Regions from separate parts of the Mus musculus genome. Here region 2 is linked to region 1. Evidence: chromatin contacts called from public ChIA-PET data. All regions are on one chromosome and are shown on one strand. The core of a region is the stretch at or near the end of the contact, and the rest is flanking DNA. Distances in the headings are between cores, read along the strand shown. Region 1 has its middle 15 kb from the start of Gm30420. Region 2 overlaps Ehd3 (EH-domain containing 3).

Evidence for each region. ChIA-PET counts read pairs in DNA pulled down with a chosen protein or histone mark.
Region 2: an RNA polymerase II ChIA-PET map of memory CD8 T cells shows a contact between it and region 1, with 2.6 times the contacts expected there. The contact joins two enhancer-like sites. A contact is called at or near these places in 1 of 484 Hi-C or Micro-C datasets (CD4 T cells) and 1 of 115 datasets of contacts at active chromatin or transcription factors (memory CD8 T cells).

What each region holds. Positions count from the first base shown.
Region 1 is chr17:73,006,999-73,010,893 of GRCm38.p6, forward strand. No RefSeq gene overlaps it. Among named protein-coding and RNA genes, the nearest start is that of Gm30420, 15 kb to the right of the region's middle. Within about 2 kb of position 1,978, at least 85 of the 459 cell types and tissues checked have an H3K27ac peak or open chromatin away from gene starts, as enhancers often do. A contact at or near this core is called in memory CD8 T cells, where this site is marked.
Region 2 is chr17:73,820,193-73,824,087 of GRCm38.p6, forward strand. Ehd3 (EH-domain containing 3) reads left to right here. Exons shown (of 6, transcript NM_020578.3): 3 at 286-383. Among named protein-coding and RNA genes, the nearest start is that of Ehd3, 17 kb to the left of the region's middle. Within about 2 kb of position 2,114, at least 44 of the 459 cell types and tissues checked have an H3K27ac peak or open chromatin away from gene starts, as enhancers often do. A contact at or near this core is called in memory CD8 T cells, where this site is marked.

The DNA of each region.
Region 1 (3,895 bases), core at 728-3,227:
CTCCAACTCGGCATCTCTCTGAGCCTGTGCTCCGCAGTCTCATGCCGGATCACTGCTGCCAGGCCCGCACATGTGCCGGCAACTCTCAGCCCCATTAGCTCTGTATCTACCCACCAATTCTCAGGCTGGGCCGGAGCTCCTGAGTTCTCTTCACTACAACGCCAGCCCACGCAATGACCGTCAACCCCACAGTCAGCCACAACACTCATTTACCCGGTAGAATCAACTCTTAAAGCTTATAATTAACCAATCAGATTTATGTATCAATAAAATCTCAATTTACAAGATGCCAATACAATATTTTCAGAGCCAATTGATAATGATGAAAGCATTATCCCAATTAGTCTAAACTTATGATATCATAACTACCTGTGGCTGGTTATAGCCATGCTGGTTCATGTCCACTTCCATTTTGCCTTCCCCTTCCTCTCAGACACTGGCTCTCTCAACTCTTAGCTCCGCCTCCCTTTTCCCTGTCCAATCACAGGCCTTCAGCTGCCCTAATGTAATTGGGCAGGGAAAATCCTGCAACAAATCTCTTTCTTTTCTTGAGCCTTGGTCTCTTTGTGCTTGATGTGGAACTAGCCGTGTCTACTCAAAGGGCTCTTGTGAGAAACAATAACTCATGCAGGTCACCTAGGACAGGGATCCACAATCATACCTTTGTCCGTAATGGGCCATTTTACAGACATATTTTTTAGGTATGGAATTTCAATTGCACTGAAAACCAACCGTGCAAGCCACCAAAAGGGGTGACATTTTGAAGAGACGGTGGTGGGTAGCTTGGCCTCTACCCACTCAAACCTACTTGACAAGCATCAAAGACTCTGCCTCGGGGCACATTTGGACAACCTGTGTCTGAGGAAAGCAGACTGCTCTGAGGTTTCAAGAGACTGTGAATAAATATCCCATGAGAGACAAAGATGCCATTTTATCCCGCAGAAGACATGGACGACCCACTATCCAGAGCCTATGCATCTGGGCTAGTCTCTCAGGAGAGTGAATGGGTGTCACTGGACCCCTTTTTCCTTGTTCCCAGATGGTTGCTCAGCCTCGTGCACCTGTAGCAGGGAGGAAATAATCTGAATGCCTTGGTACCTGACCTATGACCTTGCCTCATCATGGTACTAGCCAGTCTGGGTTCCGTTGGGCTAGAGTAACATTGTGTATAGTCAAACCTGTCAATGCCTCCTAGGAGTGTCACATATATCACGGTAGCTGCCCTGCTGCTGAATATGCACAAAACATCCTAAAGAGGCGTCCTTCCTGAAGCCATAATCAAGTCAAGAGCTGGGGATACTGAACTTCGTGTCCTGGGGTGCAAGCGGCTCAGAGAACCAACGCCGACTCCCCAGAGATGGCCATGGTCATGGCAGCATCGAAGAGCAGAGCATTCCACGAGCACGAAGCAAATGCTTCGCTAAAGGAGACCCGAAACACTAGCTGTATCGGCACTGTGAGAGTTCGGGATTATTTGTAATGATTGGAGAAACCCTGTGGACATATACTGTCCCACCTCTGCCCTCGGTTTTGCCAGTCTGTTCAAAACTCAATTTTGACTAAACAGCGCTTATCTACGGTGTGTCTCAGCGTTGTTAGGTGTGTGCTAGGATTACCTCATCAAATCCTTAATGCTGCAAAGCAGTACAGAGATACTCATACCAAATTATGATTGTGACTTTGAGTCTGGGGCCCTGGCCTCGTCCCAAAACTATTAAACATCAAGATCCAAGGCAAGGCATTCAAAATCGAGTCTTAAATTCCCTCCCTGCCTTCTCCGTGATTGTCTTCCAGGGGAATCTGGTCTGTGTCCAGCCATTCTCCACACCGGGAGATACCCACACCCAGAATACGCCAGAATCAAAGATGGATCAGCATAGTGGAACGGGAAGGGAGAATGGGCAGAGTGCGTTCTAGCTGGTTCTGATTTTAACCAGAGAGGTTCCTTTATTTTCTGGTCTATAAAGCAGAGGGAGTGGTTCTCGAAACCACTTCCTGCCCTGCCTCCCCACTGGTGACTGCCTGTGAGTCTCTGAAGGGCTGTGGGTCTCCATTTAATGTGTTTATGTAATCATGAGGTCCTTCTGCCTGTGTGCAGCTTGATGTCCAAGGAGGGACACACTATCTACTTTCCCAGCTTCCCAAAGAGCATTGGGGGAGGACTCTGGAATGTACATCTCCCCCTGGTGACCGGAGGAGGAAACTGCAAGCCGTTTCTCCTGGGCTCCAGGGCTCCCAGCACAAAGTGACTCTTAGCCCACCACACAGAAAAGGTGAATACAGGCTGCCTTGTGCTCTCTGTCCATTTTCTGGTACACATGGAAGAGTTAGAGGATCGAATGGTTGTGAGAAACAAAAGTCCAAACAGGACGAGGCAATGCTGTAGCTCTCTAATGGCTGAGAAAGTTTAGGAAAAACAACCTTATATCAGGATTGGACACTGAAAGTTCTCTGAAAATGTTACCTGCCCCGACTTCTCAGCAGAAGCAGAAGGAATGGCTAATTTTCAGAGCAGAGTATGATTAGAGAATTACTCCAAGTCAGGTTCAAGAGAATGGTAGACCTTCCAGGAGCTGACTAGAAGAAGGTACTTGGAGTGCTTGGAGTCCCCCTCCAGCATCCTCCCAGAGTTATAAGGGGAGGGTGCCAGCAGTAAGTGGGAGAATCAAGAACAAATAGGTAATCTCACATTGAGAAGGTGCTTCATAGAAGCAGGGAAAGGTGACAGGAAAGAACTGTGTGCTTGGGGGAAGGCTGGAGACGTCTCTTTAAGCAATGGCACCAGGAGACTCTATTTGAAGAGGGAACATGGCTGCCATTCCTTGATCCAGATATACATATGGAGGGTGAGCACCTTTCCCCAATGAAAGGAAAGAACTAAGTTAATGGATGAAACTTTTTTTGCTGTTCTCAATTCTTCAATGATAACTGTTGCATAGCTCTCCGTGGATGCCAAGAAAAGACAGCACGTAGCCAGCAAATGTGATTTAAAACATCCCGTAAATAGATGTTTAAAGTGTGTGCTTTGCCCAGACATGAGAATGCTTGAGATTTTATACAGTACACAGTCAAAGCTTGGGTGTTTTCTGTTAGTGGATCTGTCCCTAGTTTATGTGGCTGAAATAAACTTTCATCTGAATTTGGTTTCCGTTTCCATGATGATTTGCCAAACCCTGGCTGTGGGCCAGGTCCGTGGTGGGTCTTGGCCTACATGGGTAAACAAGATGACAGAGTCTCTCAGGGAGTTTTTGGTCTTCTAGAAGAGCAGGGCCAGGAACTGTGACAAAGCTGCTGTTGTGGAAGGAAAGATGAGGCCCTGGAGAGGAGACAGGAGGCACATCTGACCCACAATCATACTTAGAGAAGGCAAGAGAGAGGACACAGTGCTAAGCCAGGCACCCCAAGATGGATGGGAGACAATTAAGGGAAGAGGGGTAAGGGGTGCCATAGAGCCTGTTCCAGGCAGAAGCAAATGCCAGACAAGGAGAGCAGGAGATATTTTATACATACATACATACATATGTGTGTGTGTGTGTGTGTATATATATACATATATATGTGTGTGTGTGTATGTATATGTATATATGTGTGTGTGTATATATGTATATATATATATATATATACATATATATATATATATATATATATATATTCCCTGCAACTAAATCACAATATATAACAACATAAGAAGGCACTTAAAAAAGGAAGGACAAAAAGTTTAACAAGGACAGGAAAAGTGGCCAGAGTTCTGATAGAGATGCACAGATAAGAGAATATCTGGGGCCTCTACAACCAAGTGGAATTTGAAAATCTTCATTTTAACAAGCTCCCTGGATGAATCCTTGACACGAAAAAAAAAATTAACACTGATAAACTACTTTTAAGTCTTTGACAA
Region 2 (3,895 bases), core at 864-3,363, 810 kb after region 1:
CCAAGGCTTTGGACACACATGGGGGATAGAATATCACTATGGAGTAGCCCTATTGGCCAGGCAACATTTTACTAAGCACCCTGGGCACAAAGTACTCCGAAACTGGATGTGGCAAGTTGCAAGAAAACCGTAACTCACTCCCGGGGTCAGCTATCATACCTAACAGGCCCACATCATGGGGCTCAGGACCCTGCAGCCCATGGGAATGTCATGTGATTGAACCCTGAGGCTGAGCCAGGGGTGCCTCCATGGCTTAGTGCAGCTTTCTTCTCACCAACTGTGCAGGTTTGTGTGTGCCCAGCTGCCCAACGCCGTGCTTGAAAGTATCAGTGTGATCGACACACCGGGGATCCTCTCTGGGGAGAAGCAGAGGATCAGCCGAGGTAAGTGACAAGTGACGTTCCGGGCAGCCATTAGCTCTAGCCTCCCACTCCTGGCCTCGCCTGCCATAGCTGCCCTCTGCCTCTAGGTATCCTATGGTCCTTTCAGCTTTGGAATTCTCATTTTTTGAGATAGAGTCTTATGTAGCCAGGGCTGGCCTTGAACCCCTGATCTTCCTGTCTCTACTTCTTAAGTACTGGGATTATAGGTTTGTGCCCTAGCATCCAGCTGCCCTATCCTTTCTGTACTATGCTTTGTATCTTTACCGACAAAATTAGACGAGATGTACTTTCCCCAAACCCTGATGCTGGCAGCCTGGACTGGGGCCAAGTTAGCACTCAAAACTCAGCCTCCGGGAAGGGTCAGCCTTAGACTGGCTCTTTTCTCTGGGAAGTGGGCAGGGCTCTCTGAGTGTTGACCTTAGGTGACACATGCCTTGCCATGTGTGCTCCCGTGACTCCTAACTGACAAAGGTCTATCCATCTGTCTTCTCACCACAGCAGGGCCCAAGAAGCCATTCCTCAAGGGTGTGGCTTCTCACTCCCACACTTCAGTGTCATGGAGTAACTGTCTATACAACCCATGAATGTAGACCCTTGAGAGTTAGCAGTTCAGGCTTTTGACCCCCGAGAAGGCTTCTCTCTCATCCGCCTTTGAGCTGTCCTGCTTCCTCTGCTCGGATCATTGGGCTCACATCATGGCAGTGTGTGAGCGCAAACAGTCGGAGAGGCTGCTGGCAAGGCCCTCTGGGAAATAACCTTCTCTAGGTGGACAGACCTTCCTAGAACCCCCATTTTAAAACAGTGTTGGGAAGTGGAGTGCCATGAAGTGTCTGAGCAAAAACTCCCTCTGTCCTGGGAGGTTAAACCTGGGAAGCAAGAGAGGAAGGAAGCATTTGAGGGTACCTCCCTGCCTCCCAGGTTCCTCCTCACAGATCCCTAGTTCCTGTAATTGGTGACTTGTGACAGGGTCCAGGAAGCCTGGTCCCTTGATCCCTAACTCTGGGCTCTCATAGAATGAGGGGTAGTCAGTCTGCACTCACCCTGCATCTGAGTCTAGGCCTCAAGGGATTGACAGGCTCACAGAGTAATCTTCAGCTTGCTCCAGAACACTGGGAGAGGTCATACTTCCGGCTGCAGGGGAGGGGAGAGGACCTCCCACGCACCTGCTAGGCCAGCACAGCCTGGCTTGCAAGAAGGTCTGGAAAGGATGGCCTATAGGGGCCCAAGAGCACTACACTAGTAGTTCAGGGCTGTGAACAGACAAAGCCCCGGAGGTCACAGGGAAATGCATCTTAGGGCTTTCCTATAAGGTCCACAGACATTAGTTCTGGGACTGGATCATGATGGGCTCTTTTCCCTCCTTCGCTGCTATCCAGAGCTACATGTTACACGACCCTAGTGTTGGCTCTGTGATCCGTCACCCTTGTGTTAGTGCCTGTGCAGATACATAAAGCAGCCTCGTTTCCAGGGACACCTGTCTTCCTCCATCCCTGCCCTCCCTCTACATTCTCTCCCGCCTTGCCTTTGTCTTCAAACCTCAGTGGCTGCTCTGCACATACTGGGCACTAGTGTTCCTGGCTATATTTCATACTCTCCCTCTGAAAACTGATAAGATGCCAGGCTCTTCTCGTCTCTGAGCAAAACAGTGACTATGCCAGGGTGTTCTCTGTGGTCCTGAGTCCCTGATGATGGAGCTGCTGGCAAAAGCAGCCTCCGAGACAAACAGGAACTGGGTGGGGCAGCCACCAGCCTGCAGTAATGCTGACTTCAGCACCCTGAGAAGACCAGAGTCAGGGAGGATATCAGATACCCCAGCCATCCAGGTGGTGGAGGCGGCGATGGTAGTGGGACTTGAATCAGGAACATCTCCTGGGTACATAGCCTCTCCCATCCTTCTCCATGGTTACCATAAAGCCAGAGTCTCAGTTCATCCCACTCTAAACCCTGTTACTCACACATTCTTCACACATATACCCATAGCTTCCCCTCCCCCACATGCATGCCTGTATACTTCCTGACACCCACGCATAACACAAGTGTATAATGCACAGATCTAAAGTTGACTGCCCAGACTTCCTTCACCCCTGCTGTTGGCCAAAGTATATTTGGTACTTCCTACCTTCCTCAAGCCCAGGTGGGCCAGGCCTCCTCAGATATTCTTGCTGACCAAGCCTTGCATGAAGGCTCTAGCTGAAGGGCTCTAGTTTGCAGAGCCTGAAATTAAGCCCCCTCACCACACCACTGCCGGCTCAGGGCTTGTGGCTCAGCACAAGGGCTGGAGTCAAGTCAGCACAAAGACCTCGCTCTAGACTGCCCAACTCCTGGCACGCCTGAAAAGGAAGCTGCCCCTCCGGGCATCGTAGGGGTGGGCCTTCTGCTCCAGCCTAATGTCAAACAAAGTATGGTGTTGCTTCCAGGTAGCCTTCCGTCCAGGCTTGGGAAGTCGTGGGGGCTGGGGTGTATGTCTATAGAGAAACCAAGTGCATGATGTTTTGGGGCTAGCACTCAGGTCTGGAAGAAAAGGCTCTGGAGTCAGCAGGAAGGCAGGCAGAAAGCTGTTCCTGGAAGGGGCAGGATGTGGCTGGCCCTGGTTCCTTACTGGGAAGGAGCACGGATGCAGTAATGGGGGAGCTTAGAGGGATCTGGAAGGCTTCGTACCTTTTCACCTGGAAGCCACGCTTCCCGACGGTGTCTCAGACTGAATCCCTGTACCAGTTCCACTCTGGAAGGTCACCCTCAGGGTTTCATGCTCTCATCCCAGACTTCACACAGATAGAGATGCTTGGTCCAAGGGCTCAGCAGGCTCAGGGCAGGTGGCACAATTGACATGGAAGCCCTGGTCTCCCGAGTCCCAGCCCTTGGCTTTTGGCACGTTATCATAACTGGTTGGGAAGACCAGGGAGGAATGGGGAATTAGCTTCTCAACTCCAGGTTCCCTCTTGAGACTTTGAGGGTGTGTGTCATTCCTTAGAGCCTACATCCCCAGCCTATCCCTGAGCACTTCAGGGATCCTGGGGTTCCTCAGATGACCAGCTGGTAAACCCATATATGTGTGGGTATTCATATGCAGCTGAGTCCTGGCGCCCTCCAAAGGTCTTGCTGCCTTACTGGGGCCATCTGGAGGCCTGTGACGGGTCTGCGGTATTGCTCCCCATTGTCAGCGGAGCCCTTCCCCCACTCTTGGTACTGCATGCCTCAGTATCTCTCTCTTCTTAAAAACATCTCTAGACGTTAACAGCTTTTCACGGGCTATGCTATGTGGCCGTCACCAGCATCCTGTTCGCTCTGGGGAGCAGTAAGGATCCAGTGAGGCCGGTTTTGAAACTGAAAATGCAAAGAAAGGACACACTGTATGTCAGACAGCGAGAGGGAAATGCTGGGTGATTAAGGAATGGCCCTGCTTCATTAGGTTTGTCTCATTGATTTCCTCCTGCCTGGCATTAATTAGAAATGCTTTCTTCCCGGCCCCTGGAGCCTGAGGGTGGGGACTACAGATCGACGGAAGGCTTCCC